Regions from separate parts of the Hordeum vulgare genome. Here region 2 is linked to region 1. Evidence: chromatin contacts called from public Hi-C data. All regions are on one chromosome and are shown on one strand. Each heading gives the region's core, a stretch centred on a gene start, on an enhancer-like site or on the middle of the called end of the contact. The rest is flanking DNA. Distances are from core to core; before and after follow the strand shown.

Region 1 (3,630 bases), core at 372-2,871:
ACGTCTCTATTAGGCCCTTCACAGTCTCCTCTGCTTTTCCTTGTCTTTTCACGCACCGGTAGTGGTCCGCATATCTATCGTCCTCTTCTCCCTTCCGTCGTCGGCCATCGCTTACTTTGTGACCGCCATGAATCCCCGCGCAAGATTACTGTTGCGAGAGGCGAGCGTTGCCGCCGTCGTGTCGTGGGAACCCAAGGATTACCATGGAGGGAGGCAAGTTGCGGCCTCGGTATCGGGAGCCCGGCAGCGAGGTGCTAGCTGCAATGCATGTGGGGCCCGTCGGTCAGTGCCGTTGCGGATGCGGTGCGTCTACGCGCGCCGATGACAACAGGGCTGGTCTATCTCAGGACGTTAGCGAAAGGAAGAAGAGGCCGTTAGTTTGGTCACCTGCCTGAACGGAATAACGGCGGGTGAGATCATGAGATCACACGCACGCTCCACTAGCTAGCTAGGCAACACCAGTGAGTCCACCCAACCCCGTTAATCCACGTTCCATCGTGCTGCGAATATGCATGTAATGCCACACCCACAACCACAAGACGTGGCCGACGTGAGGTGGATTCCAATCCAAGGCCACCTCTCTCTCTCTCTCTCTCTCTCTCCCTCTCTCCCTCCCTCCCTCTCGACACGGCTGACCTCCGTCCCATCGGACGTCAGTCTAGCTAACAAATATCCCTGCTGGTGTTAGAAAATATCTTATTGGCTTGGATCGGTTCTCTTTCCCTTTTCTTTAGGCATGTAAAAGCCTTTCGGCATACAAAATTGAAAACCTGCCGTGGAAAGCAATTCCCACGAGTTCGGCTAAAAAGGAAAACGTGAAATTGATGAATTTGACCCGTGAACCAAAGTATTTCACAAACTGGATGGCGTTTAAAAAAAAAACATCCAACTGGCCCTCTTGTGTGGTGGCCGACATTTAGACGTCACACTGCATTGTGTGACGGCTTTGTCTTAGCCGCCACACAGTGCAGCGTGACGCCTATAGCTTACGCGCCACACTAGGTCTCAGGCCGCCACATCCGCTTGATGCTACATTTTAAGATAATACATACGCCATTTATCGGGGAAAAAAGGCAAAGGCGCTACAAAAAGGGGTCAGATGGATTTTTTTTTCAAAGGCGGTTCAGTTTGTGAAATACTTTCGTTCTTGGGTCAATTTTTTTTTTCCATTTTGCCGGTGAAGTAACCTAAGAGCAGCAGCAGCAGCAGCATATCTGGACCAAGGCGGAGGAAGCTGCAGGAGTAGCAATCAATCTTGTACGGAGAGATTGCTTCGTTTGCCTAGGACCAATCAAAAAGTTGCTCCTGGAAGGTCGTCCGTGGGAGAAACCATGCAATCACCAAGATACATACACACACACACACACACAAAACATATACAATGCTGTGTGATTTTTGTGATGTAAATGGTTTACTTGATGGCCACACAAGCGAGCAGGACCAACACCTCATGTTAACCGTCCTCATCGAAAACGACAACTATTACCTCAGTGGTGCACACCATGCCCACAGAATCCACTCTGCGACGAGAAAAGGTTAGTAGATTAGAAGAGCGAGATTCCATGGAGTGGTCAGTGGTGGACAGCCAGCGCCAGGAGAAGGCATATCACTGTCGAGAGAAACTCGAGCACACACACAGATGGAGAGAGAGTGAGTGAGAGGGCTCCAGGTCAGGATCGATGCAGCAGTAAACCCAACACGTCTCGCCCAGTTGTGTTGCTGCGGCCAAGAATCATGCTACTGCTCCCATCACAACATCTCCGTCCAACACCATTCTCCATCGGCGTATGTACTGAATCCACGCCCCGTCGCCGTCCCAGCGTGTCTCCGGAACAAACACCCGGCGAGTGCATCTCGCCGCAGCGTCCACAGTCATCCTGGATGAGGATGACAACAATCTCCACAAGCGCACACGGCCACCAAATTAATCCGCCGTCGACGACGACGCGTCATGTCACTTGTTCTAATTAAGAGCACGGCCACGCATCCGCCCCCGACGACGACGTGTCAGCGTCGCACCGGAGGGCGTCGTCGACGGTCGACTGGCCAAACTTAATCCACGGCGCCATGCCAATCGTGCATGTCCCGGCGCGCGGCTGAACTTCATCACTCTACCGGGGGCCGCAGATTCGGTGCTGCTGGGTTCGCCGGGATGCAGGAACGAGAACCTCCCCACGGTAACAGTGCCCAGGTGTTCCCAGACTGCAGCAGATGCAAAGCCAAAGGGGGCGGGGACATGGTTCCGGTGACTTCCCGGCGACTTCTCCCTCATCATGATGAACGAGGGCGAGCATCTGATGCTTCACAGGATACCACCCACCCACCCAGCAACCTGAAGAAATATCCATTCAGGTCTTCAGCTTCTTGTTACCAACATTATCCACAACATGCTGCTTTAATTTGCTCGTCAGGCAGAGAGCACAAGAGGGCCACATCCACGACCCATCCATCCACAGGCGCACTAACATGCCATCATCACCCTCAACTTGTGCGTGCCTGTGCCCCCCTTTTGGCACCTGGAGATGGTGGCGCCATAATGCAACTGAAAATCGCCGTCGTCGAACGGCCGGTAGGAACGAACGGCCGTGCTGAATGCTGATCTGTACCAGCTCCCTCTTTCCCGCGATGGGTCGCCGTCGAGATGACGAACCGGGCATCGAGCCACAACGCGCGACAGCGACCGCGCCGTCGCCCACAAGCCTGTCCGGTGGCAGTACGGTGCAATGCATCAGCCCCTCAAACCCACGGCAGCCCTTGTGCTCAACTGCTCCTCATCAGCCCCAGCACTTCCCAGGAAAAACCCCTTTCCCCTAACCTGAAGAAAAGAGAGGAGCATTATCCACCCATGGCATTTGGCAGGTCCCTCTCGGCAAGCGCCGCTTTCGCTGCTGCTGCCAGTGACACCAGCACTCGCAGGGAGCAGGAGCACGCAGCGCCGAAAAGCAGCGCCAAATCTTCATGCAGCAGCTCCAGGATCACCTGCCAGAAGAGAGAGAAAAATGATGCTGCAGTTAGACTAAGTTGACAGATGATGCTTCATGTAAGAGCAGTAGTAGTAGTAGAGCAAGATATGATGCAAATCTGCTGTCAACAACAGGAAGGGGGAATAATAAGCAACACTGGGCTTAGTGCAGGTCAGCATCAGGAAAGCAAAGAGTTTTATTAGGTGAATTGCTGCTTTGATCCAGCACGATGATGATGATCCGGGGAAAGATCGTCCCGCGTTTCTTATCATTGTGGGGGGGGTGATCTTTGCCTAATACTACTACTTCTAAACTGCTTTATGGAGTGCTCCAGCTTCGAATTTACTGCAGGGTCCGAGATACAGGAATCTCTGGATGTTCTTTCTTAGTGACAAATCTCTGAAGATACTGCAGTAATTATTACTAAATCCTTGCTTTCGCAGTTGGGCCCATGGCTAGATGTCAACCGGCACGAAACCTTTGCATATATATGGCATGATCCGAAGAATGTGGCGACACGATCTCTAGCATAGGAACTTAACAAACTTATAATGATATCAACCAAATCAAAGTCATTGATTGCATAAAAAGGTTATGGCCATGTTATCCTCGGCATTCACTTTCTAAGATAAGAAACAGAGAATTGCAGACATACAACGGTTTGTGC
Region 2 (3,630 bases), core at 809-3,308, 280 kb after region 1:
CCCGAAACTTTTCCGGTAATGCACGAAAACCTTCCGGTAACCAAATGAGGTCATCCTATATATCAATCTTCGTTTCCGGACCATTCCGGAAACCCTCGTGACGTCCGTGATCTCATCCGGGACTCCGAACAACATTCGGTAACCAACCATATAACTCAAATACGCATAAAACAACGTCGAACCTTAAGTGTGCAGACCCTGCGGGTTCGAGAACTATGTAGACATGACCCGAGAGACTCCTCGGTCAATATTCCAATAGCGGGACCTGGATGCCCATATTGGATCCTACATATTCTACGAAGATCTTATCGTTTGAACCTCAGTGCCAAGGATTCATATAATCCCGTATGTCATTCCCTTTGTCCTTCGGTATGTTACTTGCCCGAGATTCGATCGTCAGTATCCGTATACCTATTTCAATCTCGTTTACTGGCAAGTCTCTTTACTCGTTCCGTAATACAAGATCCCGCAACTTACACTAAGTTACATTGCTTGCAAGGCTTGTGTGTGATGTTGTATTACCGAGTGGGCCCCGAGATACCTCTCCGTTCACACGGAGTGACAAATCCCAGTCTTGATCCATACTAACTCAACTAACACCTTCGGAGATACCTGTAGAGCATCTTTATAGTCACCCAGTTACGTTGCGACGTTTGATACACACAAAGCATTCCTCCGGTGTTAGTGAGTTATATGATCTCATGGTCATAGGAATAAATACTTGACACGCAGAAAACAGTAGCAACAAAATGACACGATCAACATGCTACGTCTATTAGTTTGGGTCTAGTCCATCACATGATTCTCCTAATGATGTGATCCCGTTATCAAGTGACAACACTTGCCTATGGCCAGGAAACCTTGACCATCTTTGATTAACGAGCTAGTCAACTAGAGGCTTACTAGGGACAGTGTTTTGTCTATGTATCCACACAAGTATTGTGTTTCCAATCAATACAATTATAGCATGGATAATAAACGATTATCATGAACTAAGAAATATAATAATAACTAATTTATTATTGCCTCTAGGGCATATTTCCAACAGAAATACCCTGTCTTGGCGTTCGAACCACTCTTGCCCATCGAGGAAGTTGGGAAGATGACCAAAAGCACAACACCAACGTAACATGAGAAGTAAACATGATGGCAATCTCGACAACAACAATGATGTTATCAACCATCCATCTGAAAGGTCATCGCACCAAAACAAAAACTAGCTCCTTGGTATCACACAGTCTTCTGAGTGTCAACAAGGGATAACTCCACACTACACAGTTTTATAGACATAAATCCACATCACAAGCAGGACACCAGAGATAAGAGGACATCAAGAAGCACAACACAACACAACGCAATGCGGCGAGCCGATTGCCAATCTGTTGAAGCAACAACAGGACACAAGTAGGATGGCAATGGGTAGGGTATGGGCAAGGTAGAGCAATACCATACCCATACCTATATAGTCAATGGGTACGGAATTCTACCCATACCCGTATCCACGGGTATAAAACTTTATCAATTGAGTACCCGACAGATAGAATAAATAGTACACAAGTTGTTCATAAATTTACTCACTGACAGCATATTTGGCACAAAAATGAATTATCTCAGCTCAATAACAGGTAGATGAGTACATGACCACTATCCAAATTTAGAAATCACAACATACTCATAAGTCAATAGGAGTAGACGAATCACATGACAAATTAATAATTAATTGATGATAACTTAACATTAGTTTACAAATGAGTAGTTTATGAGTATACCCGCGGGTACAAGGCTATACCCGTACCCTATCCATGACTTAACGGATAGAGTATGGATACTATTTATGGGTATAAAAATATGCCCATACCCTGTCCATGCAGGTACGATACCCGTGGCCCGTACCCGTGGGTAAAATTGTCATCGCCGCACAAGATCCCGCAAAAAAAAACCAGCAGGGCACAAGATCCCGCAAAAAAAAAGTCAGCAGGGCACAAGAACAACATGAGTATGGATTTGCACAAAAAAAACCAGGAGTATGGGCTGGGCCGAGCAAAAGGCTGTCAAGCCCACCTTGTGCCCAAAGCCCGGGACGGCCATGGCGTCTGGCACCTTGAAATGCCTCTCCTTGGCGCCCAACGCAACCGCCTCAACCAACAGCTTTCTCCTCGCCGGCCGGAGCTCCAACGAACCAACCAAGAACCCCTCCTCCACGGCGCAGCGCCCACCTCGGCTCCAAGCGTCACAGCGCCGGCGACCAACCGATGGAGCTGTTCCACGACGGGCAGCACGTGCGGCTGCGGAGCCGCGGGTGCGGCCGGTACGTCCTCGCCGCCGACGACGGGGTGAGCGTCGCCCTCAGCCAGCACGGCGCGTCGCTGGACGTGGCGTGGGCGGTGCACTTCCACCACGGCGCCGACGGCGACGGCCCGTACCTGCTGCTCCACAGCGCCGCCTACGGCCGCTACCTCGCCGCCACGGACATGCCGCTGCCGCGCGAGGTCAGCCACTTCCGCATCGAGCAGCGCCGCTACGACCAGCCGGAGTTGAGGCCCATCATGTGGCAGGCCATCGGGTGCGGCGGCGAGGAGTTCCCCTACGACGTGCTCCTCCGCAACGTCGGCGGCCTCCACCTCAGCGTCCGCGTCCCCGGCAGCCGCATCCCCACCATGATGTTCTACTGGACCGTGGAGCCCGTCCCCGCCAGAGACGCCGCGCCTCGCCTTCCGCCACCGCTTTCGGTGAGACCTCTCGCCATTCTTGGCTTCTTGCCATTGTTTGCCAACTCTGTTTCTCGAGATTCAGGTTCCCGAACATAACAATTCAGAAGGAAAATTCAGAGCTGAGATTCAGACTGCTCACAATTCATGGTTCTTTGGTAGTTCGGGCAGGAGGAGCCGAGGGCGCGGCGGGTGATCCGGGTCGTGCAGGCGACCGCCGAGGGGATCTACGCCGACGAGCGCTGGTCCCAGCTGCAGTTCTGGGGGAGGTGCGTGAGCCACCTGAGGAACGACCTGGCCAGGCACCTCAACCTGCCGCTGCGCCTCGCTTTCGCCATGTGCGTCCGGGCGGGCCGCCACGGGAGGCTCACCCCGCTCGTCGTCCACCTGCCCCACGGCGGCTCCGGCGAGACCCTCGATGTCGTCGTCATCCTGCCCGGGACCCCCGGTGAGAGCCTCTCTGATCTCCCATGTCTTACTGAATTTGGTATGCACAATGTCTGAACTATGAACTCTGAAGCTAGTAGAAAGAAACTACTGCTTCCACATTTCTTTTCCTGATCCAGATAATTCAGTGCGTCCGTTTGGCAACATTCTGTGGCTGGTGGAAATTGTAGAACCTAAAAACTCAAACCAAATTCAGTCATCGCATTTCATCTTTGCAGATAATATACTAAGTTTTTTCTAGCCAATGAGCAAAATTCAGGCTGTACTGTATCCTACAATGGACAGTGCATAAAAGCTTAGTTCATTGCATATTTATATTGTTTTGGGTTTTGCCTTCTTGATGCTATAGTTATACTGTCATTGATCATTGGTCTGCCACTTAACTTCCGCATTATTTCTGCTGATTCAGCCTATGATGCGCTGCGGCACCCGGATGTCGACGCACACTAGAGAAAGATCAGAGCTGGAGTTGTGA

Evidence for each region. A called contact is a pair of places that touch in the nucleus more often than the background predicts.
Region 2: a Hi-C map of seedling shows a contact between it and region 1, with 2.3 times the contacts expected there. The contact joins two enhancer-like sites. A contact is called at or near these places in 2 of 6 Hi-C or Micro-C datasets (leaf and seedling).

What each region holds. Positions count from the first base shown.
Region 1 is chr7H:606,348,685-606,352,314 of MorexV3_pseudomolecules_assembly, forward strand. LOC123410921 (probable histidine kinase 1) reads right to left here. Exons shown (of 22, transcript XM_045103847.1): 15 at 2,881-2,979; 16 at 2,776-2,815; 17 at 2,724-2,773; 18 at 2,522-2,721; 19 at 2,287-2,340; 20 at 2,185-2,285; 21 at 2,150-2,182; 22 at 1,333-2,147. The coding sequence ends at 2,107. Among protein-coding and RNA genes, the nearest start is that of LOC123410920, 8.5 kb to the left of the region's middle. Within about 2 kb of position 1,622, at least 3 of the 3 cell types and tissues checked have open chromatin away from gene starts, as enhancers often do. A contact at or near this core is called in seedling, where this site is marked.
Region 2 is chr7H:606,630,358-606,633,987 of MorexV3_pseudomolecules_assembly, forward strand. No RefSeq gene overlaps it. Among protein-coding and RNA genes, the nearest start is that of LOC123407131, 12 kb to the left of the region's middle. Within about 2 kb of position 2,059, at least 1 of the 3 cell types and tissues checked has open chromatin away from gene starts, as enhancers often do. A contact at or near this core is called in seedling, where this site is marked.